Regions from separate parts of the Mus musculus genome. Here regions 1, 2, 3, 4, 6 and 7 are each linked to region 5. The links are chromatin contacts, called in public Hi-C and promoter capture Hi-C maps. All regions are on one chromosome and are shown on one strand. Each heading gives the region's core, a stretch centred on a gene start, on an enhancer-like site or on the middle of the called end of the contact. The rest is flanking DNA. Distances are from core to core; before and after follow the strand shown.

Region 1 (3,625 bases), core at 278-2,777, 1.8 Mb after region 5:
TCGAAAAAAACAAAACACAAAGATCTATTCCACAGCCTGGTAAAGTACTTGGTCAAAAGCTATGACTCAGGAGCTCACAGGCACTATGGGGAAACCTACTAGTGTTCTTTTTGTTAAATGGAAATCTTGTCAAATTGCCTTCTAAATATTTATGTTTATATCCATAGATTAATGCCACTCTCAAGCCTGGTAAGAAAAGTTTCTCTTTGTAGTGGCAGTGGTCAATGCAGACGCATACCTGGACAAAGTGCTAAGAATAAGTGCCCTTTATCAACCCTGTCCAGGCTCAGGGGACAGAAAGAATGTAAGAGCCAGAGGACGGGGAGGAGCGTGGCGAATGAAATGCTGTCTTCTGGACATTATATGGCTGTTGCCTGCATGAATTCAGCAACTGTGGTTCCCTGCACAAGATCAAGTCAGTTAACATTCCAGCATGGGTGATATGTTGCCCATCACTTGGGGTGTGTTAGTGTGTAGCACTAACTGGACTTAGTGAGGTATTAAAATAAGAATTTTAAAAAGGACATGAAAATGGAAGAGGGATGTGTGAGTAGGTGTTCCCCAGAGGGAGCACAGGAAGGTTGGGGGTGAATATGATCAGATACACTGTACACATGTAATTGCAAAGGAATAAAAAAATTAAAAAGATAAGACTCACATATCTAAGGTTACACACACTTAACATGGGCTTCTGGAACAGTCCACGAAATCTAAAAGGAGTGGGGCAGAGACACCCAAGCTATTTAAGCCCAGTGTCAAGTTTGAGTGATTTCTGCTCAACCACGAATTTGTGTATAGGAGGCAGAAAGAATGTCATCACCACAACGAAACCACACAAACTTATCTTTGGCCCTAACAGCAAAATCTGTTAGCGGAACAAAGTCCCATTGGATCCTTGATCCTTTCAGCAAACAGCCTATTACTACCTGGGTCCCCATTGCTGCAGGGGCTCACTTTTGAGGCCTGATCTGGCGAGGAACTGTCATGAATTTCAGTGATCCTCACCAAAACATCCCAAGCAACAGGCAATGCCCCAGTTAAAGTGGCTTCAAGGGCTCCGAGAAAGATTTGCTGAAGGTCAGACGACTGAGAACCTGCCTTTGGTATATTAGAAGAGACAGCCAAAGGTGACAGGGCTGGGGAGGCGAAACAGCAGGTCAGAGGGCCGAGGCTGGAGTTCAAGCCAGGTCACCAGCCCCGAGGGCCCGAGAAGAAACTCAGGCCCGAACTTTCAGACTCTGAACACGTTTCCTACTCGGAAGGTTTTTTGGGGGCCCCCTCCCTGCGCACCCCACTCAGGACCCCGCTCAGGACTCGCGTCTCCTGGTTCCCGGACAGTCGTTACCGCGGTCTAGGGCAGCAAGGGCTCTGCTCCACCACCGCGAGCCTCCCGGGCGCCGCCTACCTGCCGCGGGGCAGTCAGGGTCCCATCCATGTCGAAGAGACAGAGAGTGGCCATTTCTCCAGTCAGAAACCTCGACCGCACCAGGAACTCTACCCGGAACTCTACCCGGAACTTCCGGGTCCGCTCCGAGCCCTGGAGTTCCAAGGCACCATGGGAAGATTCCCTAATGGTTCACAGAACACCGGTGGCGGTTACAAAATTTGAACTACAGTTCCCAAGCCATAGTAATTTTTTTTTTTTTTTTTGAATTAGCGCATGCGGGTTTTTAACCGCCCGCGCATGCGCCCTTCAACTTTCCGGTGACAAGTACAGCGTGCGTCCTGTAGCAGGCGGCGGGCTCATGGTAGGAATGTCAGGAGGGAACGCGCTCCCCGTCCCCGGTCGGGTCTAGGACTGGCAGGCAGGACGCCTGGGCTGACCATTCGGGAAACCGGCCAGTGGAAGGCCAGAGTCTATTAGCTTGGGCTGTTTTCCTGCTTTGTCCCGGGCCCTTGGGTCACGTGGACGGTCTGCGTCGCTGCCACTTCGTACGTACACACCCGGTTCAGAGCTTAAGAGCCGTGTCTCCCTCAGCGTATTCTGAGGTTTTCTTTGGAAGGGTGAAGAAGGATGCACAGCTAGTGTCCTCTTGACTCCAAAGCCCAGAATCTGCTCACTCCAGAGAACCACAGGCAGTGTGTTGAGGGCCTCCGTGCCTCACGTCTCTGCTTCCTTCCCAGACAGGTTAATGATACAAAGAGGTTCTCTGGCCGCGCAAGGCACTCGGAGAACTGCAGAGGTCCTGTGATAAGTACCCCACGGCTTTGTTGTGTGGGGTTCTGACACCGATTGATTTACCCCTTAAGGAAGGGCGGTCCTTCAAGTCCGCTGTTGCCCGGTCTCTAGTGAATAGCTGAAACGACAGGTTTTCTATGTTCATTTAGACCTGCCTAGGAGGAAGGGCCCGTCCGAGCTCCAGACTGCCCGTGTTTCCCTGTACTTGGGGCTGTGAGGTGGGGTGGGGGAGGGCTTAGGTTCTTAAAAATGTTTTTGTTGTTTTGTTTTAATCTTGTGTGTTTAGTTTGTGTGCATATGCTTGTGCTTTGGCATACGGGGCTCCAGGACGTACTGCGTGAGTAATTTCTCTTCCTTCACCGTGTTGGCCTGAGGGATCAAATTCAAGTTACCCGGTTTGGTACCAAGCACCTGTACTAGATGGGCTATCTCACTAACTGCGACTAGGGTTTTGTTTGTTTAGTTGTAAAAATGGGAGAAGGTACCTATTTAGAATAGAATTCCACCAAAAAAAAAAAAAAATTAAGTGTCTGGCTTTATCACTTTCCTCTGGAAGTCATGGTGACTTTCCAGGAGCGGTTGAAGCCCTTCTGGGAGATGCTTTGTCTTGTTCATTGTGTGATTAGCATGGGTGACTTCTGAAATGAACCTCTCTCTTCCAGGCTTTCCTCCTTCGAGTCGTGCCAAGGTTGCAGGGGCCCACTGCATGGAGGAGGCCTCTACAGGGACTATGGTGCTGCTCTGGGCAGGGGGATTCCAAAAGGTGGGTGGGGAGCAGGTCTCCCCACTCACGGGAGAAGTCACCAGGCACCGAGACCGAAACATTCCATACAATCTACCGGTTCCGAGCCATCCGAGCAATTGGGTTCCTCTCGCGGCTGAAGTTGGCCCAGACAGCTGTGACTGTGGTGGCCCTGCCCCCGGGCTTCTATTGCTACTCACAAGGCCTCATGACCCTCAGTTCACTGTGCCTTCTGGGTGGGGTCGCCAGCTTTGCCCTGGCCATGCTCTGTTGGATGAGCCACTTCTTCCGGAGACTGGTGGGCATCCTGTATGTGAACGAGTCGGGCACCCTGCTCCGAGTGGCCCACCTGACCTTCTGGGGCTGGCGGCAGGACACGTACTGTGCCGTGTCAGACATGATACCCCTGTCAGAATCCCAGGAACGGGTTCAGGATGTGTTTGTACGCATCCAGCAGTACAGTGGCAAGCAGACCTTCTACCTCACCTTACGCTATGGCCGAATCCTGGACAGGGAACGGTTCGCACAAGTGTTCGGAACTCTGGCCACACTGAAGAACAGCAAGTAGGCCTCTCATAGCCCTCGTTACACTTGGATTTTAGACAGAAGGCCTAGGACATGGATGAGACAAAGCTAATACCAGGGACTGGGCTGGTGCTCACTTTGTAGAATGCTTGTTTAGTGTGCAGGATGTGAAGCCCTGG
Region 2 (3,653 bases), core at 719-3,218, 1.9 Mb after region 5:
GGAATACTTTCCTATATAACTATATACTACAATTAGAAACCATATCCAAGCCACAGTGGTTGCAAACAGGAAGGCTTTCCTTCCAACTAACTGTTCTACCTCACCACAGAGCACCAGCGGAAGTCTGACGGGCCTCGAAGCTGGGCAACTAGGTATAAACTCTGGTCCCCCACCTCCCAGCTACAGACCTCGGGGGGAATCACTTTCCTCTCTGGACCTGCTCTATCAGCCATATTGCCACCTTGCAGGAGTGTGGGAGTGGGGTGAGGTGTGGGAAAAGCTCTGAGCAGAGTCTTTGAATTACAACAGGTGTGAAATAGCGGCGACTTCTTTGCCACGAGGTTGGTTTCATGTGTTTGGCCCAAACCTGCCCTTCTCCAGTGCCTACAGGGACAATTCCTACGTGGTTGGTGTGCTTACGGTGAGTCAAACTCTTAGGAGCCTCCATTTGTTTTCAAACTGGAAGATGGAAACGGTTTAATTTTATTATCATAATTCAGATGTCTTCATGCTCTAACTGCCCACAGCTGGAGCTTTGTATATGGATGAGTGCCAGGGAACGGCAATGGCGCCAACCCAGAAAGTTCTTCTCCGAGTTTGCTTTGTTTCCCTCCACAGCATGATAAGCCAGCGAAAACGTAAGCGGGTAAGCAGGTGTGAACTGGGGCTGGGAATGAAACCAATGTGGGATTTCATGTGAATGAAATCAAAGAAGTACTCAGCCTTCAGCAAAACCACTGGCAACAAAAATCAGACATGATTCAGGCAGAGGAAACACAGCCTAGCCCTAACCACCTACTGGTTCGAGGTAGACTGGCTCCCCTAGTTCTGAATGGAAGACAAGATTTGGCTTTTGGTTTTGGTCCAAAAAATCCTCTCTGCCATCTTTGGGAACACTGACCATGAATAAGAGGATAGAATGTGTTGTTATGGTACACAAATTTACACCTCAGAGGATGCATGTTCATTGTTCATTCTGTAAGTGGGAATTATATGAGGACCAAATCGTCTAACATATAGGTGGAAAACAAATTCTCTACTAACCTCTGGTCGACTTCGTCTACTTAAAAGTATGAATGAAGCAGGTTTCCCAGGAAATGTGGCCTGAGAGAGAAGTCCCAGGTCATGAGCCTCCTTTAAGGGTTTCGCCTGGGAATCAGCATTCTGGAAATAGGGAGGCACTGAGGCCTGTGTGAGGATTAAACGTGACAACCGTCCCTTTCAGGGATCATCAGTAACTTGTAAGTAGCTACAGGATCATGTTTATAGAAAAGTGTCCCGGGGAGATGGCTAGAGACCTTGAGACAGTTTCTCTACTTAGAAAATGCATGGTATAGAGAGGTGTCCAGTTTCTCCTAGGTACTGCTGGAAAAGCAGTCCCAGGTTTCATGTTGCAAATTCATTCCGGTAGGGGAGCTGGCAGGTCGTCTAGGCAATTCCGAGACGGCAGAGTTGGATTCCCAAGAATTCTTCAAGGGTTACAGCCACTGTTATTCCCCAAACCAGTCTACCGGGGTGGACAGAACTCCCCTCCTCCCAGGCAGGTGGATGCACACCCACTGGACAATCAAAACTTAGGAGCTGGGAGAGGGAACGCCAGGAAGCTGGAGGGCGCAGGGCTCAGAGGTGCAGGAAAGGGCTGGCCACGCGCGCAGGGCGGCGTCAGCGGCTCCAGGGACCTCCTCCATTAGCGGCCAGTCACTCTGAAGAAGCCAGTCGCTAACCCGGCCTCTCCTTCCCTTCCTAATCCGAGACAGAGTGGGACTGCCTCACCCAGCACGGAAACCGAGACGTCCCATACAGAAAGGGAAACTGAGGCTGAGGGTTCAGACTTCAAGGTCGTGTAAGCTTGGCTCTCAAAGCCAAGATGCTCCCTGGGTTCTTCCCGGTCCCGCCCCCTCTCCCGGGCTCTTACCCGCCATGACACTGGTCTGAAGTCCCACGCGGAACCCTAGCCATGGGGCTCAGGAAGCCGCCATGACGGACAGCTTGCGCAGGCGCGGTCCAAGCGCCGGCTCGGGTCGCGCATGCGCACGCGGCGGCAGCCGCTAGCTAACACCTGATGCTCTCGCTCAGCCCTGTGGCGGCCACTGGAGGCTCAGCTGTCACCTGGTCGGATTGCTCATATGGCCGTCCAGAGTGGGGACGCCTCTGCACTTCGGTGTTTGGAATCCCTCCTGTAAAAAATTTAAATATGGCTAAGAATCTCAGCGGTGTAGAGAGCCCAGCACAAGAAAAAAAAGTTAAATAATTTGCTTTAAGTGTTAGAGTCATTAAAGATCAGAGTCCTAATAAGCTGTATTTAACCATTGTTCCTAAGTATGCCCAGGAAACAATTAATAGGCAAAAGCAGAAGACAAAAACATACAATGACCCACCCAAGTACATGTTTCGGGCACCGATAGGATATTTATGTTTAAGTAGAGTGCTATAGTTATGCATAGCTAAGCAGTCCTGGTCTGGGTATGGTACTGCCCATCATTGCTCCATCCTTTTTTTTTTTTTTTTTTTTTTTTTTTTTTTTTTTGGCTTCAATCTATCCTGCAAGGAGTTTTGAAAAGTTGTAATTCTCTTCCTGGAAGACAGTGACTCATCTGTTTGGTCCCTGGTATTAACCTTTATCTCCTCCCAGCTTGGGACTGTTGGGGAAAATCAAAATTTGGGGGTTGACTGTTTCAATAATCTGATAGCCAAAGGGAGGGGCACAAGTGTGTTACGTTTAGAATATCCTTATTCCGGCAAGGCAGGCAGGCTGGAGGATCACTCAGCCACTAAGTGGTGAGGATTCAAATTGGAGGGTGAGGGATCCGGAGTGTGTTAGCCAGCATGCCCCTTGTTTCTTCCCAGTGTTATGTATACCCTGCGTTTAGCATCCTTACAAGCAATTGGCAGGACTAACGGATCTAGTCATCAAGTCTCCAGTAACGATGATCCCGGATCTTTCTAAGTTGGAGTCTAGCATAAAATGAAATAGGACACAAATATTACACCTTAGGTAAACCTTATCCTGTTCAGAATGCTGAGAATGGTAAGTGCTTAAGGTTGGAGGCTGTATTTAGTCACTTATTTTTGTGGCTGTGATAAATACTCAGGAAAAACCACTTAAGGAAATAATGACTTCTTTTGTCTCATGCTTTCAGAAACCACCTAAGGAAATAATGACTTCTTTTGTCTCATGCTTTCAGAGGTCCAGCATTGCTAGCTCCATTGCTTTGGAACTGTGGGAGCTAGAGCACAGGTAATGGGAGGCCAAGCGCTAGACCCAAAGGCTCAATGACATATTGTCTCCAGCTAGGCTCCACCTCCAGAGGGTTCCACCCACTGGATTATAAATCTAACAGTGGATGAATCTACCCATGAAGGCGTCTGATCCCTATGATCCCACACAGGGGCTAACACAGGCTCACACTGAAATCCCCACCTCTGATCAACACTTGCATAGGGGCCAGGCTTTGAATACATGCTCACTTCTGGGTACACTTTGATCTAAACTGTAGCCGAGGCAAATGTGAATCTCATGTCCTCTATTTGCTTTCCGCTTGCCCCCTGGATTATCTGAACGTTAGGGCTCAAAGAAGAAGTGTGGCCAATTGCAGAAGATGGGGCAGAGAGAGCCCATGGACACTCCAGGCTCCGGGTGAATTCTCATCTCT
Region 3 (3,898 bases), core at 719-3,218, 1.6 Mb after region 5:
AGATCCGAAATGAACTCAAAAAAAGGACACCAAAAACAAAGCCATCCATTCAAAACTCTTCTAACAGACGCCACCAACTTACAGTCAATTACAAATTACAAAATAGTTTTGAAAGGAAAGATCTGATGAACTTACTAGATGCAGGCCAACATTCATAATTCCAATCCAATCAGCAAGAGTTCAAAGAACTCCAATGTTTTTACACTGCCATGCTCCCAGTGGCCAGAGTCAAGAATCTGCAGACTCTGGGTAATTGCTTCTATTGAATCATTTTCCAGACAAGGCTCACCTGTCTTGTCTTCCACAGCAGAGCTTTAATCTCAGCCCTTTGCAGACTGCGTTAAATCCTTGCTAAAGGGTAGGAGCTAGGGGATTGATGTCTCAGGCACTGTAGAGTAACCAGCAGCCCCCTCTCAAGATTGACAACCAAGTGTCCCGTAGGCACTGTCATACGTCCCCGAGGGAGGAATAGGAGGCGTGTCAAAAATTGCCTCTGGATATCTAGCTAGAACACCACAGATATTCTCAAGTTGCAAGGCATTCAAGGTTAGCAGAAGCTGAACTTGAGAGGAGAAAACACACTCAGAACATCGGCTGTCAACCGGAACGTGGCCTGCCCTTCCTCCCTCCCCGCCTACCCTGGCAAGACAGCAAGGTTATCTTTACCTTTATAGAGGTTGGTGACGGCGGTGGCTGCGTTTTGGAAGGGGACCCAGAGAGAAAGTCCTGGCTGCTGACACACTCGGTCTGGAAACAAAAAGGGGGGAAAAAAAACAATAGGGGGGGGAAAAAGACACACACAAGGACATAGAGAAAGAAGAGAATGTTATTTGGGCGTCACTCACTCCGGAACGGCCATATTAGGTTTCGCCATTTTGTTCAGGATTTGGGGATCCCAAAGGGAGCGTGAGACCGGAGTTACTGGGTCGAGGAAGGGGAACCTGACAACAGCGCAACCCGAGTGGCGAACGCCGCCCGGCAGGCTCAGGGAAGCGCCCCTAGCAGTCTCCGCCCCGAGGCCGGCTCGGGGCACAATAGGGCCGCCCCACCGCCTCCTTCGCCATTTTGTGACAGGGACTCCTCCCCTACCCCCACGATCCGACCGGGGACACCCGGACCGGTACGTGGGGACCCTCGGGAGGTACTCTAAATCGGGGGTCTCCCCATCCTTCATCGTAGTTTTCCCCCTCCCAGGGTAGCTCCTCCGTCGCCGTCCTGCGGGTCAGATGGCCAGGGGTCCGCGGCACGGCCCTCCCCTCCCAGTCGTCCGGCTATCCCCGCAGGGTGCGAGGAGCCGCCAGGTCCCGGGGACCGAGCCGGGAACCGGGGGGAAGAGCAGCTCCGCAGGCCGGGGCGGCGCCAAGATGGCGGCGCGGCCTCACCTTTGTAGAGCTGAGCCACGGCCGTGGCCGAGTTCTGGAAGAGATGCCACAGCTTCTGTTGCTTGTGCTCGGGCTGCGCGGCGGCCGCCGCCTCCTCCTGCAGCTCGGGAGACAACTGCTCGTCCTGCTCGGCCTCGGCCAGGCACTGCCGCTCCCACTTGGAGAACCAATGCTCCGGCCCGTGCTCCTGGATCTCCGCCTCGCCCTCCTCCTTCCGCTCCTCCATCCTCCGCGGCCTCCCGCGGCCTGGCCGCCGCCGCCGCGTCCTCCTTAAGCGCGGTCCCCGCGGGAACGTCGTCGTCGACAGGCCCGGGAACGAGGGGCCCGGCGGCCGGCCCAGGCCTCTGTGCAAGCCCGCGGAGCCGGCACCCACCCCGCACAGCCCGAGTCCTCTGCCCACCAACCCCGCTCCGAGGTGCCGCACCCTGCCCTAGCCTCGCCCGCACCCCTTTACCGCCCACCCACGGCCCCGCGGCCTCGGTCCGACCGCCGCCGCTCTCCAACCGGCGTTCCCTGTCCGGCCTGCGCCGCCGAGCCCACCTCGAAGACTGAGGAACGTCGTCTACGGCGGCGGCGTCGACGCCTCTGCGGCGACCGGGCCCCGCCCTCCCCCGCCCACATGCTGACTGGAAAGCGCCGCCCACTTGGCCAGCGGCGCTTCCCCGGCAGGAGGCGGTTGGGGCGCGCCCACCGTCGACCTTCCCCATTGGCCCGCCGCAACGGGTTCCGCGTGCTGGCCCCTGAACGCAGCGTTCTGATTGGCTTACCCGCCTGTCGAACTGATGTCATCAATGGGCGGGGGGCTGGGGGAAGGAGTAAATGTCAGGGAACTTGAAGACTGTAGAGCAGGGAGGAGTTGACAGTGTTTGCGTGCGACCAACCAAAGCAGAAGAAGAAATATCTGTACACTGGAGCCAAGGGATTGCGCTTGCGCGGTGCTCGCTTCGCTCCCGCACCCCGTCTGAGAGTCACGTGACTCCGCCGGGTGACCGCACCCCGCGGGGGCCTTTCCCGGGCTTGCAAGTGCATGGTCACGCAGTGTTTATGTGCTGACTCCTCGAGTTCCTGAGAAGTGCAGTCTACCTCTGTTTGCAGCGCCCTTTCTATGTTTTTTTAATGCCAGAATTCCCAACCTTAGTGGGGCAAGTAAAGCGTGTGAATCCAAAGGAAAATTCTCCGGAGGTGTGAGCGACCTGGGGACGCTCACCGAGATTTCCCGGAGAAGGGGACCGGAGGGAGCTGGACACCAGGGCCGCCTGGCGGACAGTGCGCCCAGCGCTAGTAGCGGCCCGGCACCTGTCCCATGCACGCTCCCGGGACACGTGCGACCGCCGCGTCCCGCCCCCGCCCCCCATGTGCAATTGCTGGCACCCGGGCCCCTGCACTGCTCACTCAGAGTGATCAGTGCCAGGAAAGAGGTCTGGAAGCCTGGGAACAAGAGGGCAGCACAATGACGGGACCTCTCAGCCTCTGAGCTGACAGCTTATGTATGCCATCTGTACTGGATGGAAGTCCTGCAGGATCTGATCCTGCCTGCTCTGGCTTCTCCGGACTTCTCCCTGATCTGTCTGGTTCCCAGAGCCTAATCTCTGGACTCTCTGAAAGTTCATATTCCATTTTCCTTAGGACTAGGCTCAAAGCCAGGTGTGCTGGTGCTCTTTGTTTTGTTTCCTTCTTTTTTTTTTTTTTTTTTTTTTCTTTTTTGGTATTTCGAGACAGGGTTTCTCTGTATAGCCCTGGCTGTCCTGGAACTCACTTTGTAGATAGACCAGGCTGGCCTTGAACTCAGAAATCCGCCTGCCTCTGCCTCCGGTGCGCCACCACGCCCGGCCTGTTTTGTTTCTTGAAACAACTTTTTTTTTTTTTTTTTTTGGTAGTTTTGGGATTGCCTTGAAATCATAGAGATCCTCCTGCCTCTACCTCCTGGGCGCTGGGATTAAAAGCCTTTGCCACCACACCTTGTGATGCGTTTTTGTTTTTTATTTTGTTTTATGTATAATTTATTTTAATTTTACTTATTTTTGTATTATATTAGATAATATGTAACATTACATTATTGTTATATTTTATCTTATTTTTTATAATTTGCTTTATAAATAATTCATATTTTAATATATGATTCATAAAATCTTTATTTTAAGTGCATTAATGTTTTGCCTTCATATGTATATGGCGGGAGGAGTGGGTGTCAGAAGCCCTGGAACTGGAGTTGTAGATGTGAGCTGCCACGTAGATGCTGGGAATTGAACCTGGGTCCTCTAGAAGGGCAGCATGTGCTTTTAATCTCTGAGCCATCTCTCTAGCCCCTTGTTTGTTTATTTGTTTTAAATCTTAAATTGTCCCCAATGATGCCTAAGCAACATTATGTATCACAAATCAACACCTGGACCCTTCAGATGCCCAAAACCAGCTTGTAAGAAGCAATCTGTCGGCAGTTGGAGCACCAACTGCTCTCCTAGCGGTCCTGAGTTCAATTCCCAGCAACCACATGGTGGCTCACAACCATCTGTAATGGG
Region 4 (3,916 bases), core at 592-3,091, 1.7 Mb after region 5:
AAAAAATTACATGTACATATATTTATTTGAGTGTGTGCGCTTTTGCAGCATGCACAGTGGAAACCAGAGGCCAACTTGCTGGAATTCAGGTCATAGGACTTGGTGACAGCACCTTTGCCCACTCTGCCATTTTGCTGGCCTCTGTTTAGGTTTTGAACTTCAGCAAGGGAAGTTGGGTTGACTGGTGTCCTAAGGCAAGATAGCAAATTGTTGCATTTTTTTTTTCCTGGACTAGCTGGTTATTTTCCTTGCAAGTCATGAAGTGCTAGAAAAGGCTCTTTTTTTATTATTACTAATTAATTTTTTGTGAAAGCAAGTTGTTCAATAGTATTTGCAGTACGACTATCCCAACCCCCTGCACCCAACTCTGGGTGACCTTGGGAAGGAGGAAGGGGCAGGTTTCTGGTGAATCAGGTGCCTTTGGGACCTGGTAGGAGGAAGTTCCTTGATGGGAAGCGTTCAGGCCAAGATGTTCTTGTTTTGTTGTTGATTTGTTTGAGTCCTGGTTGGCTTGGCCATGCCTCCAATTCGAAGAGATCCTACTGCCTCAGCCTCTGCCTCCGCCTCCCAAATTCTGGGATTAAAAAGGCATGTGCTACCCCCCCCCCCCCAAGTCAGTTGGCGCTTAGGCCTTAAATCAATCAGATTTTCCCTCTTCAAATTTCTTGTATTGAAAAGTTCGCTTTTAAAAAAATTTGACTCCTAAAACTTAGAAAGGTAGACGCAGGAGGATCAGGTGTCCATCAAGCACCATGAAAAGTTCCAGGCCAGCTTGGACTACCCGAGAGACTCTTTCCCAGTGGACGATCGTGGCCAACCTGATCTCCTAGAGAGGAAATAAATGAATGCTGGGATAGGTGAGAGCCGAAGGACTACACTTTGCCTTATTGGATCTAGGGTGCAAAAGAGTTAAGTTTCCCACGTATTTGCCCGGGTGAGAATCCCGGGGCCGGTTACGGGCCGTAAAACGGCGCCGCGCCTTGGGCTCCTTGTCCAGCCCAGTTCCCGCGAGCACCCCTACCCTCAGCCGGAGCCCCGCGGCCCTGGGCTGCGCTCCGCTGCCTCACAGAGGAGACCCCGGCGCCCCGCTCCAGCAGGGCTGGCGGGCGGGCGGCCGGCGCGCGGGGTGGGTGCTCCTCGGTGGCGGCGGGCGGGCCGCTCCCTGCTCCGCCTCCCGCTCCGCCTCCCGCTCCGCCCGCCGCCCGCCCTCGTCTCGTTCGCTCCGCTCTCGCCCCCCATGCGGATGTGACATTTCACGCCGCCGCCATTTTGAGAGCGAGCTGAGCCGAGCCGAGCCGCCGGGCGCCGCGTCCGCTGCCGGAGCCCCGACGACGACGCCGAGGAGGCGGAGGCCTCAGCGCCCCGAGCGCGGCCAGCCGGTCACCCGCCCGCGCAGCCTCAGCGGTCGCCGCCGCAGCCCACACCCGGGCCCGCAGGCTCGCCGCGGCCCGCCCGGCCTCCAGCCTTCCGCGCCCGGTCCGAGGCGGGGCTGACTACGCGGCCCCCGCCCGGCCGCCCTCCGCCCCCGGCCGGCCCGCGGCCCCGCAGCCCCGGCCCCGGCGGCGGGAGGCGGGCCCTGCGGCGGCGGCGGCGGCGGCGGCAGCGGCGGCCGCAGCGAGCGAGGAGGCCGCCCGGCTCGGCCCGCCGCCGCCCGCCCGCCTCGGCGCCGAGATTGGGCGAATCGCGAGCAAGTACGTGCGCGTCTCCCTGCCGCCGCCGCCGCCGCCGCCGCCCGCCGCGGGCCGCCCCGGGGCCGCCGCCGCCGACGACGCGCGGGTAGGAAGAGGAGGAGGCCGCCCCGCCGCCGCCGCCGCCGCCGCCTCTGCTAGCAGCCGCCCGCCCGCCGGGCCCGCAGCCCGGGCCTCCGGCCGCAGGCGAGGCCCAGGCCGCGGCCGACATGAACCACCAACAGCAGCAGCAGCAGCAGCAGAAAGCGGGCGAGCAGCAGCTGAGCGAGCCCGAGGACATGGAGATGGAAGGTGAGGCCCGCAGCGGGGCCGGCGCTTTCATTGTGGTCCGGGCGGCCGCGGGAGCCACGCGAGGGCCTCGCCATCTTTAACCAGGCCGGGCTGCCGCTCGGCCCCGCTCGGCCCGGCGCTTTTGCCGGGCCGGGGCTGCACAGTCATGCGGCCCGGCGGGGGGTGGCCCCGGACCCCCGAGTTCACGCATTGTGCAGCGCACGGGCTGCTGGGCACAAAGCGCCGGAGTCGTAAATTAGGATCGAGGTGTGTTGGCTCCGGGTACCCAGGTTGGGAGGCGGGCCCCGGGGACCGTCCTCTTTCCGGGGTGTGTGGCTCTGGCCAGGCTGGTTGGGCCTGCTCCCCGGCCCCTGAGCTCTTGGGGTGGGTATGGGAGCGGGTGCGCAGGTTCCCCTGCACCTGCTTCTGAACGCGCCCCCGGAGAGCCTCCCCCCAATAACTTCCGAGCGCTCTGCCGGGCGTCGCGCTTAATTGCGGAGACACCTGCAAGGCGCGCAGCTGCCCTCAGCCTTTGGACTTGCTGGGAAAGTACTCAGGTTCGCCTAGTTTATAAGTTACCTGGGCTTGTGGAGGAGTTTGGGTACCTGGCTGTAGGTGGTGCCGTCCACGTCCGGCTAAAAAGTGTGCTTGAAACTATGGAGTTCCGCCGCACATGGCTGGCCTACTGCAGAAGCAGATTAAGTTCTGGAGGTAACTATGTTTTCTACCGGAGCCGCAGGAATTTATCTTGGTACTGGATTTTATACTGTTTGTAGAGCTTCGCTATCAAGGTTTGCTGTGAAAGCGCAGTGGAGGGACTCTGGCTTCGGGATCTCATGCTGGGTTGGTCATTTTCTTTTCTTTTGACTTGGTACTTTAAGTGAAGGCAGTATGCGCGGTTACCTGCCCTAAAGGGGTCAGACAGGCAGGAATCCCAGTGAGGGGCAATGAATGGACCGTTCAGCAAGTGATAGTGGCTTTCATAAATGAATGAAGGTTCCTAGGAAGTTGGGGTAAAACTGTATTTGTTGTGTATGATGTAGCATGCTCTAGGCTAGGAATACTGACTCTTGACCCCCCCTGTGAATAACTTGATGGTGATCAGTGGGAATCAAACAATTGTCTGACCATGCAGCAGAGGGAAAAAGGCCCTAGGGGGCCGGGGGAAGGGGGAAGCTGAAGTTCATGCCAAGGACTAGGCTGTTTCTCTTGGCCTCAGCAAATCAGTAATTTCAGAGTGTCTGGCAAGTGCGATTAAACCAAATAGCTGATGGAACTCACCTTTGGGAGATTAGTGTACTCCTTTTATGCTATAATTTCATGCACGTCTAAAGTGGAGAGTTGCTCGGAACGTGAACATCCGTTTTCCTTTCAAGTCTTCCTCACTGCTCCTCTAGGGCTTTGTGAGAATAAGATTGGACAGCGCTGGGGGGGGGCATATTTCTGATACAGACTGTATCTGGAAAAATGTCTATGTCCAAAGTTTTGACGAGATTAGGGTGGTGGAAGATCTTCACAGGTTTTTTTACCCATGATATCCTGGGCTTCATGCTTGCTTCCCAGAGTTTTCTCGTGAAACTTTCATTTTCTATCAAAGTTAGTATTTGAGTTTTAGTGTTTAATGGGTGTTGTGGCTTTCAGTTTTCTATTCTTGCGCTAATTCTGTAGAAAATGCAGTCTTTCAGGGCTGTGGCCATGTGAGCTAGTATAGTGCTTTGGTGTGGGAGTGCACGTTAGACAGTCTTATTTTAGCTTTGCACTCCGCAAATAGGGTACTGTGCTGTTGTCAATTAGGATCAGGAAGGGTTGATAACTTCTTCCAAAGTCCAGAATAGCCGAATTTAGAGTTAACAACTTCGGTAGGTCTCACAAGCCGGGCTGCAAATGGGATCTAGACCGGAGCTAATGGCTAGCACCATTATTTACTTGGGTTTGGTAGAGCCAGCAGCTGGAGGGGG
Region 5 (3,587 bases), core at 714-3,213:
GTCAGAATGCTCAGGGAGATGCCTCGCCTCAGCCAGGGGCTAGGCAGGGTCCAGACAGTCAGAGAGGCTGCTTTCCTGGTCTAAGAATCACCCTCTAAAGCCATCAGCAGCCCCTTTGACACACGGAGCAGCTCCCAGCTTAGCCCAGGCTCCCACCTGTGTATCTCCATCCTCCGCTAGGCCGTGGGCGAGGTGTGCACTGAACGTGCTTTTCCCAACGCCGCCTTTCCCAGACAGCACCAAGAGCTTGTGTCTCACCGTCTTCATCTTCTCTCTGATTTCCTCCACGGCTGCAGAGAAGTAGAGGAGGTGATGATGACCCCGCCTCAGTCCTACCCGTCCCTCTTCCAAAGTGCTCTTTAAGCTGTTTCTAAGGCTCTTTGTGAGATACCACTTCAGCAAACTAAAAATAAATGCTAGGAAGAAAATACGGTCACTACCAACCTGAAAAGATTGTCTTATTTATGCAGTAGCACATGCCCTCCGAGGAGAGAGTGGGGTGTTCAAAGCCCAGCTCCTCAACAGAACCCAGGAGGCATCTGCTAACATCTGCAGAAATTCTCTGGATGCCACAGGAGGGACTACTACTGGCATCTCGGATGATGGATGCTAAGTGTCTTAAGCACAGGTTAGGCCCAGTACAAGGGATGATCAACTCCAATGTCCCCAGGGCTGCAGATGGGAAACTCACAGGCTCTCAGAAGCAACCATCCCAGCAACGTACTGGGTTTCCAATGTCACGTCTTGTTTCAAATCTTTACAGACTACACTGTGGGGAGACTGGTCTTCACCATGAGGGCATTCTTGCTCAAGATCAGTTTTCAGGAGACTCAACAACCAAACCCAGCCTCTCTCTGAAAAGCCTTCCTTCCAGCTAGGCTTTCAGTCCTCCTCGCCCTGGAGATGGCCCCTCACAGTGCTGATCCCTGGTGAGTTTAACGTGCCTGCTCCTGCTTCCTCCCCACTTTGCTCTCAGTCCCCCATCTGTCTCTCCACTGAGATAATGAACATTCATGTCTGCTGAAAGATAGACTCCTTAACAGGAGGGTCCTTCTCTCTGCCACAGAGAGAGCAGAGCCTCTGTGACCTGTGATGGACATGTGCCAGGACTCAGGCCTGAAAGATCTCAGTATTTTTCCATTCTCCTCTCTGTGCTTGGCCTTGTGGATACTGAGGTAGCGGTTATTACTTAAGCCCTGTACCTGCCCGACATCACTTTTATCTATTCTATCCTTCTTTGAGGTCCTATTTACTGATTTTTTTTTTTTTTTTAATAAAGACAGGGTCTCATCTAAGCCCGGGGTTAGCCTCTTAAATGCTGAGATTACAAACATGTGCCAACACACTCGACCTAATGTTCGTTCGTTCATTCATTCATTCATTCACTGATTCATTCATTCACTCATACAGGGTCTCATCCTGTAGTCCAGGCTGGCTTTTAACTTGTAGCCATCCTCCTGCTTCTGCCCCTCAAGTTCCGGGGGAACAAGCCTGTGCCGCCAAGCTTATTTTAATGCCCCCTTCGGTTCCCTGTCTACCGCAGATCAGACTAAACCTCCATTTCCATCACTGTTTTTCCGCTATTTGATTTTTAAAACCTCCCTCTCGCTCAAGCTCCGCCTTCTACGCCCTCCCCCCAACCAATTAGAATACTGCCCACTAGCCGCTGCCATTCACCCTCAAGTCCCGCCCCTTCCACTTCCTGATCTGCCCGCCGCTTCCTCACCGGGATCCGGAGCAGCGCCGGCTCCGGATGCGCACAGCCTCTGGTTGGGGCATCCCTGGCACGAGGCTCCTCGGCCGGCCTGGGCGCTGTCGGCCCCGGGGCAGCCTGCGGGAAGACGAAGGCACAGTCAGAGTGGTTCGGTCCCAGCGGGACCACCCACACGTCCTGCGATAGCTCACCGTGGGGCGCCTCCTCCATGCTGCCGCTCTTGCCCGGGCTGCGCTCGCCGGAACCTCAGGGGCGTGTTTCCGCCTCGCAGGTCCAATCTGACCCCCCGGCCGCGGGAACTGTCTCGCCAGACCAGGACTGCGCACGCGCAAAACCGTGTGTGCAGTGGGTGGGATTCCTATGCCTCTTCCCGCTAAAACAGGGCGAGACTCAGAAATATATGATACCTGAGCAAATGAAGTGGCTCTAACGATTAAAGATTCTGTTGAGCCAGCCTGTATCCAAATCCCAGAACTCATAGGGAAAGCGAGGATGGACTCTTACACATAATGCAGGTTTTTGATTCTGTTTTTGTTTTTGTTGTTGTTTTGTTTTTTTAAGTATGGTTTTTGTCGCCAACGAACGTTATTCTCCGTGGCCTCAGTGTTGATGCAGTACTACTAATAAAAGTACAATCAATGTCAATATTTACTCAGTTTCAAATAATCTGCCCTACCCTAGATTCTGTTACAGGCTGGGATTGTGGCTCAATTGGTAGAGTGCTTGATCTATCATGCATGAGGTCCTATATTTAGTCCCCAGCACTGAAACAATACAGATCCAACAAAACACTTTGTCCGTCCCTCTCTATTTCTTCTCTGTTCTCCTCTCCTCTCTTCTGCTCAAGCTGATCTTGAATTAATGATTTTCTTGCCATGTTTGGCTAAGAGGGGAGACTTTATAAAGGGGTGTAGCTCAGTGGTAGAGTACCTGTCCAGCAAGTGAAAAGCCATAAATTCAATCGCCAGCAGTGTAAGTTCTCATTTGATCCTCCTGCCTCCGTCTTTCAGTTGCTGGGATTACAATGTGCACCACCAGCATTCCTGGGCTGACACCCCCGCCCTCTTAAAATTGCTGTGCTATTTAGAAAAATACTTTGTTTTGTGTTTTGTTGCTTCCCCTCAGATCTGTTCAGTGAAACCTCTTCAAACCCACTCCTGTGCCCCCACTGGGAGCTTTCCCTAGCTTTCTCTCACTTCTGCAGGTCCCCACTGTCCTTGCTGCTACCATTTCTCCTGTATGTGTCTGTGAGTGTTTAGACAAATGGCCTGTCTGTGTCTGTGGAGCAGTGTTTAGACTCCATGAAGACATCCTGTCCATGGTCACAGCCATGGGAGCTTGGCTGCATGCAACTTTGGCACAAGATGGTGGTGGTTGTTACTGTTTTCATTGAACGATTCTAAATATTTTTCATTTATTTTTGAGATTATAATTACATCATTTCTCCCTTCATTTTCCTTCCCCCAAACCTTACCACCTCTCCTTGCTGTTTATCAAATTCATGGACTTTTTTTTTTTCATTGTTATTGTGACAGGGCCCCAGACCTTAGCACAACTGACTCCATGATGGAAGTGCCATTCAGGCTGTAACACTCAGCACATAGACAGCAGCACCTGCCAAAATGAAAACAAAGACCTAATCCACCAAAGTCCATGACTCTGGGAAAGTCTCTAACTGTACTAACCTCTCTTTTTTGCTTCTGTAGAGCTGATTCTGGCTATCTGTTCTTGTTACTGAAGTAGGTTAACCCAGAACATGGTTTTTGTGCCTAAAAGTTTATTCCAAGAAAGGCTCAGTGCTCCACTGGGATACTGAATAGCAAAATCTTCCCATTAGCTTAAACCCATGTCTGAACAGTCATCTCTGATGAAT
Region 6 (3,892 bases), core at 646-3,145, 1.7 Mb after region 5:
GGGGTTGAGATGAGTGACTCCTGAGAGCTTGCTGATGAGCTAAAATGGCAAGATTCTAGATTAGTGAGAGACACTGCTGCAAAGCAGAAGGCGGAGAACAGAGGAACACAGAATGCCCAACCTAGCACTAAACATCGGGAGGATTCCAGGAGAGTCGCTGGTCTTTGGTCCAGATTGGAAGGTGGAAAACGCTAGGTTTTGATGTTCATGAAGGATGGTGGAAGCAGCAACAGCAACAAAGCAGATGCACCCATCATGAAGACAGGAAAGCAAGCTGGCGAAACCCAAAAAGGTTTTACTGCTGTCTCCAGTTAGGGCGGCCCTTCTCGTTTTAATTTCCCTAGCCAAGAAGATATACACAGAGACTTGTCTCTTTAGGTGACTGCAGATCCAGTAAAGGTGACAGCCATGGTTCATAATCATACTGGGTCACAGAAGACTGCCTCAAAAATAAATAAACCGATCATGGAGGGGTCCAAAAAGCTTGTGTGACTATATACTTCAGTCTCCTCGTGGGCACGTGCCTGGGCATCTGTCTTTTTTTTTTTTTTTCCTTCCTGAATGGTGACTGTACCATTTTCTAGTCCCCCTGCCAGAGAGCCGAGGGAGCCCTTCTCTTTGCCTGAGGAGTTGGCTTTCTTGATTTTGATGGTTCAGCATGCCCTGGGGGTAGGTCTAGAGGGTCTCAGTAGGGATGAGCTATCTCTTGGAAGACTGGGGGCTGCTGCCTACCACACCTACAGGGAACCTCTTTCCCACACCTAGGAAATATGAATTTGACCCTGGGGGGGGGGTCACGCTGAGGGCTTGCTCTCTTTGTTGGCCATGGAGATAGATCACAGCATGTCTCTGTGCCTCAGTTTCCTTTTCTGAAAATTGGAAGAAACACCATTTACTTCCACAGATAAAGTATCTTAAGGGTTTCTATTGCTGCCATGAAAACACCATTGATCAAAAAGCAAACTGGGGAGAAAGAGGTTTATTTGGCTTACACTTCCATGTTTCTGTTAATTATTGAAGGAAGTTAAGACAGGAACTGGGCAGGAGCTGATACAGAGGCCATGGAGGACAGCTGCTTACTGGCTTGCTCCTCATGACTTACACAGCCTGCTTTCTTATAGAACCCAGGACCACTAGCCCAGGGATGGCTCCACCAACAACCAGCTGGGCTCTTTCTTCATTGATCACTAATTGAGAAAATGTCCTATAGTTGGATCTCATGGAGGCATTTCCTCAACTGAGGCTCCTTTTTCTCGGATGACTCTAACTTGTGTCAAGTTGACACACAAAACCAGCCAGTACATAAAGCTTCAGGGATTCAGTAGAAATAAAAATTGAAAAAACATGGGGTTGGTGCCCACACCCATCTCAAATCCATTAGGGAGTCTGAGGCTATCCTGTCTCAAAATCAGCCCACGAAGAATAAATCAATTAGACAATAGAAAACGAACAAAACAACTCCTCCCTCCTCTCATTTTTATATTTCCCTTTCTGTCTCTCGCCTTCCTTCTATCTCTTAATTCTTGAAAAAAAAAAAAAAAAAGGCGCCCGCTTATCTCGAGTCAAGGGCAGGTTGGGGCCGGACTTGTGCTGGGGAGTGGCAGGCACAGCACGCCGAGACCCGATTGTGCCACTTTCCCGGGCACCGGGCCGGCACTGGGCGCCCGCAGACCCGCGAGTGGCGGGGAGAACACCTCCAGCCGCTGCCGAGTCCCCGGCTCCCGCCCGCGGGGCATCAACACAAAGGTCCTGCGGCAGCAGCTGTGCCGCGCTCCTCCTCCCCGACCAGTCCAAGGTCCGGGCCGCGCGTCCATTGGCCCGGAGCTCCAAGGGGCGTGGTCTCACACTCCGCCCTGCCCCGCGGCCACGCCCCAAGTCCCCGATCTTTTCTTGCAGTCGAAGAGCAGCAGCTGGAGGAGTAGGACGTGTCGCCAGGTAAGTGGCTGGTCCTGGGACCCTAGGGATGGGCGTGATGGTGCGCGGGATCTCTGGAGCCGCGGGGACGGGGCCGAGGCCTGCTCTGCACTTTGCTTCCCCTCTGTGGGGCCTTCTCGTTCTCCAGCTCCGTGATGGGTGCCCCCCCACCCCCACCTCCGGGACGTGCTCCAGTCGCCCGGGCTAGTTTGGGGAGCGCGGGTTACTCACCGTCCCCAAGGGGAGACGGGTGGGTGTGGCCACAACACCGATACTTGTCTGACTTCGGTTAGTACTTCTCTCTGGGCCACCTGTTTTTTGAGCGTAGGAGGCGCGCCCTCTGCGTTTTCTGGCGGGCTGGAGGTGCTGGAGACTCGCGGCTAGAGGAAGGCGGAGCTGTCCTCGACGGCCGGGCCTCGCCAGCTGCATGCTGGGCGGCGGGACAGTAGCCAGGCCCGGAGAGGGGGAACCGCCCTGACCCCTCGCGGTTGGCTGCCTGTAGGGAGGAGGAGCGGCAGGGCGCGCTCGCTTGGTGTTTGCGCCAGGATGGGGGCCTTAGGGCACAGAGGAAAACTTCACCGGGACTGGCGGTCCTGTTTACAGGCCGGAAATGCAAGGTTGGGTTTTGCTTTTTGTTTAAAAAAACCAGGCTCTGAGCTCACAGTTTTCTGAGGTTGCAGTTTAGGTCTGTGCAGGGTCAGCTGTAGATTCCCACTTCTCCTTCAGGGCCTGGATTCTGAGAGATGGAGGTGCCCCTTTGCAAAATAGGAGACCCCCCCACCCTTCCCCGCCGATTGGAATAGAGGGAGCTGGCTAGCCTAAGTGTCTGGAGAAATAGGGGCTTTTTAAAAACCTTCCCCTCTTGACCATACTGTTACTTCTTGGTGCTTTTAGTATGTTCTCTCTCCAAGCTGAAGCCAGAGGGAGAGAATGAAAAATAATTGGTCATTAAACCAGTAGTGGTGGGTTATGCCTGCAGTCCCAGCACTGGGGAGGTAAAAAGGATTCAGGATTCAGGTTCAATCGTGGCTCCATAATTAGTTCAAGGCCAGCTGCGGTAAATAACTTCCTTCTCCTTCACAGCACTGGGGAGACTAAGACAGAGGAACTGTCCACAGCAAGATCCTTCAAACCACTTAAAAACTCGAATTACAATCTGTGTCCCATGTTCCTGTTCTTTGTCCTATTAGGCTCGAACTTTCCCACAGGGCCTTCTCTAGCGGCTTTGTGACTCTGACTGTTCATTGTGTCCCTAAGTGATCCTTAAGCCTCAGCTCAGCCATTCCCTGGTCTGGGACAGGGGTCTCCTCAGAGTTTGGCCTCCCTCCCCCCTATCATCGCCTCTTGGGTGACGACAGCCTGGTTGCCACTCTGTGCCCTTGCATCACCTCACCCTCCAGGGTGACCATGAGCTGAATTGGGGTCAGAGTAAGCTGACTTCAGCCCAGCCTAGGGTTGGGGGAGCTGGCTTTCTTAGTCCTGCGAATGCAAGGGGAAGACTTTGTGCCTCATATCTGGCAGCTGTGGGAGGGGAGGGTTCTCCTAGTGTGACTGTGCACACCTTAGGGCCACTATTGTTAAGCCCACCTTCTGCTCTGCAGTGTGGCTGGGACTGCCTCTATAGCTTTGAGCTACTGGGATTTGCAAGGTCCTTGTCAAACTGAGGCAGGGAATTAGTGGGTCTAGGAGAAGATGGAAACAATCAGGCTGGAAGGTGAGCAGAACTGGGGGTGGGGTGAGGCAATTCAGGGCTAGGAGGCCAAGAGGTCTCCTTGGCCTGCCCCGTGGGATGACGTTATTGGAAGGGACTGCTTTGGGTTTCTGGACTCTAATCTGGAGCTTCTAGCTTCCTGGCAGTTGAGGGGAGGGAGGCAGGGGAGGGGGCGTCCCAGCTGGGCTGTTGGAGGGACGGGTTGTCTCCTAATCCTGTACTGTTTGCTCTTCTGTGTTCAGAGGCCCCGCCCCTGATATCCCCCCC
Region 7 (3,393 bases), core at 624-3,123, 1.6 Mb after region 5:
GGAGTGCGGGGTGGGGGGGAGAGGGAGTGGGAGAAAACCCCTGTCCCATCAGAGTTCTGATGCTCTGGGCGGGCGGACTCGGAAGGACTGTCTTTCCCCGCGCTTTCCCCACAGCCCCGCGTGGGTGTCTGGGTGTGAAGCCACTGGCCCCAGCTCGGCGGGTGGTGGACAAGGGGTAGTCCTAGGCACCAGGTTCTCAGCCATCGGACCTGGTGCTGAAGGAAGGAGAGGGCCGGGGGAGAGGGAGGCGCTGGGTGGTTCCCACGTGGGTAAGAGACCTTGGTCTGGTCAGTGGCTGGAGCGCAGGAAGGCCTTCTAACGGGAGGTTAGATGCGGCTGGTTATGGGAAAGCCTATCCCATTGTTGAAGCATAGTGGGCCTTGATGAGCAGAGACAGTCTCCGAGCTTTGTTGTAGGAAGGTAGGGAGAAAGAAGGTAGAAAGAGGGAGGCTGTCCATGGCCGCGTGGAGGGGGGTGGGGGGGAGGGAGAGAGAGGAGGGCTAGAGATGAGAGTAAGGATGGTGAGAGCTTAAAGAGTGAGGAGGGGCCAAGCAGCTCCTTTTATAGTGGGCTAGGCTATCTTGCTGTTGCCAGGTAACTGGGGGTGGAGTCTAGCCAGAATGCCAGGAGCTTGGGACTTTGCCTGACTTATAGACACAGAATCATGGAGTTGGGGACTCTGTGGTGTCAGGCACCTGACTCTGGGAACGTGGCTCGCTTTTCCGTCTCTTGTAGAGTTTTCTACTGGGTTGCCGGAGCAAGCCTCATTCAACCAAAATAGACTGCCTATCGTGGCCTCCCCCTCCCCTCCCCTCCCCTCCCCTCTCTCTCTCTCTCTCTCTCTCTCTCTCTCTCTCTTCTCTCTGTTATTTGAGACTAGAGAGATGGCTCAGTAGGAACGCCTGCTTCTTTCCCAGAGGACCTGGATTTGGTTTCCAGCACCCACAGCAGGTGGCTTGCATCCCCAATTCTAAAGAATTAGAATTAGAGTCTTCTTTGGGACTTTCACACATGTGCTGTACATAAACTCATGTAGACACATACTTATGTAAAAATGAACACATAAATGCCTAAGAAAGATGGGTTTACTTTCTTCTCTGTGACTGCCTGTTTGCCTGTACACGTGCTTTTTCGGTTTTTGTTTGTTTGTTTTTGGTTTTTCGAGACAGGGTTTCTCTGTATAGCCCTGGCTGTCTTGGAACTCACTTTGAAGACCAGAGCATGTTGGATCCCTTGGAACTGGAGTTGTAGAGGGCTCTGAGCCAGAACTGAACTGTAGCAAATGCTCTTAACCCATCTCTTCAGAACCCCGTTTTTCTTTTACTCTTCCCTACCCTGCTCCCCAGACAGGGTCTCAGTATGTAGCTCTGACTATCCTTGAACTCACCGTAGAACTCACAGAGATCCTCCAGAGCACTAAGACTAAAGGCATGAGCCACTACACCTGGCTCCCCTTTCTTTTTTTAATTGTGTGGGGAGGGAGTGTACAGCGGTGATCCCCTTGCTTCAGTTTCTCAGGTAGCTGAGACTAAATGTGCATCATTCTTTGGAATGAGGTGCCTGACCGGAGCTTTCCCCATTCCTCAGCTTTCTATTTTTTTTTTTTCTCCAAGATTTATTTATTATATGTAAGTACACTGTAGCTGTCCTCAGATACTCCAGAAGAGGGCATCAGATTTCATTACGGATGGTTGTGAGCCACCATGTGGTTGCTGGGATTTGAACTCGGGACCTTCGGAAGAGCAGTCGGCACTCTTAACCACTGAGCCATCTCGCTAGCCCTCAGCTTTCTATTTTTACCCGGTAATGTCCAAGTGTAAGAGACCATCATACCTCATCTCCCTGAGCTAGTCCTTCCTCCAAGTGACCACTAGAGGGCACAGGGACTGTGAGCTGAGGCTGAGCTTCGGGCCAACCCCGGGGGCAGGTGCCAGACAGAGTACTGAGCTTTCAGAAATAGAGCAGAGAAGGCCCTGCCTTATTGAACCCTAGGGAAACCAGGTCTGCAGGTAATTTTCCCTACGTCCCAGCGCTTCATGACCTTTAAGACAGGCAGTTGTCTGGGTGCATGCACACGTGGAAGTTCAGGGGGACCAGAAAAGCACCCAGGGTTCTGCAGTCCCTAGCCTTGACCCCAAAAGGCAGCTTGAAACCTCAGGGTCCTTTTCCAGACAGCCTGGCTGTATCTGAAAGCCCACAGGTAGGTACATTACAGGCTAGAATAACATTGTAATGTATCAGGCCGAGCTTCCTGAACAAGTTGGGTTTCCATTTACTGTAAACAATCCTGCTTGTCCAGTGAGCCACAGGCTGAAAGGAGGAAGAGGAACAGGCGTGCTGTGAGTGCTCAGCAACTGGATGAGGCTCAGTGGCAGCCTGGCTGTAGCTGGAACAGACAGGGCCTCCCAGAGAAGCCTGTGGGGAGCCTGTTTAGAGGTTGCCCCGTAAATACCAAGGGACTACAGACCTGGGCTAGGATCCAGCTCCATCTACCTGCACTCTAGTCACTCCGCTCCCAGGCTTCAACATATTTCATCTTGGACATGGGCATGCAGCTCAATGGGTAGGGCACTTGCATAGCACACAGGAAACCCTGGGCTCTCTCCTCAACACCACAGGAACTGTACATTGGGGTACATACCTGTAATCCCAGTACCTGGAAGGTGGAGCTCAAGGTCAACTGGATCCAATGAGACCCTGCCTCATAAGGGGTGGGGGGGGACTTGGCAGCAGAAAAAAGACAGCTCCTCCTGCCCTGTTGCCCTTAGCTCTACTCCCTCAGACTGCCCTCTGAACTGGTCCATTTGCACACTACAACGTGTGCTTGAGCCCACGCACACAATCAGTAGGCAGTTGTGTGGTCCCTGCCTATAATCTTTGGTCTGCAGATATAGGAGGCAGAGGCAGAAGGACCAGAAATTCAATGTCACCCTAAGGAACACAGTGAGTGTGAGGCCAGCCTAGGCTACAAGAGACCCTGCCTGACGCAAAGGAACAAATATGTGAAGAAACAAATGGAAGACGAGTCTGTGATGGGCTGGCAAGTGGGCTCCACAGCAAAGACCCCTGCCCTCATGCATGACAGCATGTGTCCAGTCCCCAGGGCCCACGGTGCAGGGAGAGAGCTGGCTCCCACAAATTGCCCTCAGACTCCACAGTTGTATAAATAAGTAAATAAAATATAAGTTTAAAATATTAAAGATAAGCCTGTTTGCTTCCAGCTGGGTTTCCTGAGCTTCAGGCAGCAGCGGGATGAAGGGAGGTGAGTGTGCCCAGAATGTAATTCATTTTAAAGTCTTAGCATAAGGAAGTGGGTGGCAGTGCAGTGGAAAAGCAAACCAGAAAAAGGAAACCAAAAAATGAACGACGTAGAAAAACAATGACAGCGGCTTC

Evidence for each region. Promoter capture Hi-C pulls out the DNA fragments that hold promoters and counts their contacts. A called contact is a pair of places that touch in the nucleus more often than the background predicts. Capture Hi-C pulls out chosen DNA fragments and counts their contacts.
Region 1: a promoter capture Hi-C map of adipose tissue shows a contact between it and region 5, with 4 times the contacts expected there. The contact joins the promoter of Pmm2 here to the promoter of Nubp1 in region 5. A contact is called at or near these places in 2 of 39 promoter capture datasets (liver and pre-B cells), 2 of 115 datasets of contacts at active chromatin or transcription factors (cardiomyocytes and large pre-B cells) and 1 of 9 other capture datasets (adipose tissue).
Region 2: a promoter capture Hi-C map of pre-B cells shows a contact between it and region 5, with 4 times the contacts expected there. The contact joins the promoter of Mettl22 here to the promoter of Nubp1 in region 5. A contact is called at or near these places in 3 of 39 promoter capture datasets (the C10 cell line, embryonic stem cells and pre-B cells), 2 of 115 datasets of contacts at active chromatin or transcription factors (large pre-B cells and pancreatic cancer cells) and 1 of 9 other capture datasets (liver).
Region 3: a Hi-C map of uterus shows a contact between it and region 5, with 4 times the contacts expected there. The contact joins the promoter of 1810013L24Rik here to the promoter of Nubp1 in region 5. A contact is called at or near these places in 5 of 39 promoter capture datasets (cranial neural crest, hippocampal neurons, liver and 2 more), 3 of 484 Hi-C or Micro-C datasets (CD8 T cells, regulatory T cells and uterus), 8 of 115 datasets of contacts at active chromatin or transcription factors (astrocytes, embryonic forebrain, embryonic hindbrain and 5 more) and 2 of 9 other capture datasets (adipose tissue and liver).
Region 4: a contact with region 5 is called in a promoter capture Hi-C map of pre-B cells. The contact joins the promoter of Usp7 here to the promoter of Nubp1 in region 5. A contact is called at or near these places in 5 of 39 promoter capture datasets (the C10 cell line, cranial neural crest, frontonasal cranial neural crest and 2 more), 1 of 484 Hi-C or Micro-C datasets (B cells) and 3 of 115 datasets of contacts at active chromatin or transcription factors (acute myeloid leukemia, large pre-B cells and pancreatic cancer cells).
Region 6: a contact with region 5 is called in a promoter capture Hi-C map of pre-B cells. The contact joins the promoter of Carhsp1 here to the promoter of Nubp1 in region 5. A contact is called at or near these places in 10 of 39 promoter capture datasets (the 3T3-L1 cell line, 3T3-L1-derived adipocytes, the C10 cell line and 5 more), 1 of 484 Hi-C or Micro-C datasets (B cells) and 3 of 115 datasets of contacts at active chromatin or transcription factors (embryonic forebrain, extraembryonic endoderm stem cells and large pre-B cells).
Region 7: a promoter capture Hi-C map of the HPC-7 cell line shows a contact between it and region 5. The contact joins the enhancer-like site here to the promoter of Nubp1 in region 5. A contact is called at or near these places in 2 of 39 promoter capture datasets (the HPC-7 cell line and hippocampal neurons) and 3 of 115 datasets of contacts at active chromatin or transcription factors (astrocytes, large pre-B cells and pro-B cells).

Annotation. Positions count from the first base shown.
Region 1 is chr16:8,635,609-8,639,233 of GRCm38.p6, reverse strand. Pmm2 (phosphomannomutase 2) reads right to left here and starts at 1,527. Exons shown (of 9, transcript NM_016881.3): 1 at 1,406-1,527. The coding sequence starts at 1,459. Tmem186 (transmembrane protein 186) reads left to right here and starts at 1,523. Exons shown (of 2, transcript NM_025708.5): 1 at 1,523-1,748; 2 at 2,842-3,625. The coding sequence starts at 1,746. The coding sequence ends at 3,489.
Region 2 is chr16:8,469,128-8,472,780 of GRCm38.p6, reverse strand. It overlaps Mettl22 (methyltransferase like 22), which reads right to left and starts at 1,968. Exons shown (of 11, transcript NM_146247.1): 1 at 1,916-1,968. It overlaps Gm30012 (a long non-coding RNA gene), which reads left to right and starts at 1,630. Exons shown (of 5, transcript XR_384641.4): 1 at 1,630-1,838; 2 at 3,186-3,238; 3 at 3,567-3,653.
Region 3 is chr16:8,828,170-8,832,067 of GRCm38.p6, reverse strand. It overlaps 1810013L24Rik (RIKEN cDNA 1810013L24 gene), which reads right to left and starts at 1,968. Exons shown (of 4, transcript NM_001081400.3): 1 at 1,383-1,968; 2 at 667-747. The coding sequence starts at 1,608.
Region 4 is chr16:8,736,267-8,740,182 of GRCm38.p6, reverse strand. Usp7 (ubiquitin specific peptidase 7) reads left to right here and starts at 1,841. Exons shown (of 31, transcript NM_001003918.2): 1 at 1,841-1,979. The coding sequence starts at 1,898.
Region 5 is chr16:10,410,314-10,413,900 of GRCm38.p6, reverse strand. It overlaps Nubp1 (nucleotide binding protein 1), which reads right to left and starts at 1,963. Exons shown (of 11, transcript NM_011955.2): 1 at 1,906-1,963; 2 at 1,727-1,831; 3 at 157-290. The coding sequence starts at 1,924.
Region 6 is chr16:8,670,156-8,674,047 of GRCm38.p6, reverse strand. Carhsp1 (calcium regulated heat stable protein 1) reads left to right here and starts at 1,895. Exons shown (of 4, transcript NM_025821.2): 1 at 1,895-1,935.
Region 7 is chr16:8,767,746-8,771,138 of GRCm38.p6, reverse strand. No RefSeq gene overlaps it. Among named protein-coding and RNA genes, the nearest start is that of Gm25805, 3.2 kb to the right of the region's middle. Within about 2 kb of position 1,873, at least 67 of the 459 cell types and tissues checked have an H3K27ac peak or open chromatin away from gene starts, as enhancers often do. A contact at or near this core is called in the HPC-7 cell line, where this site is marked.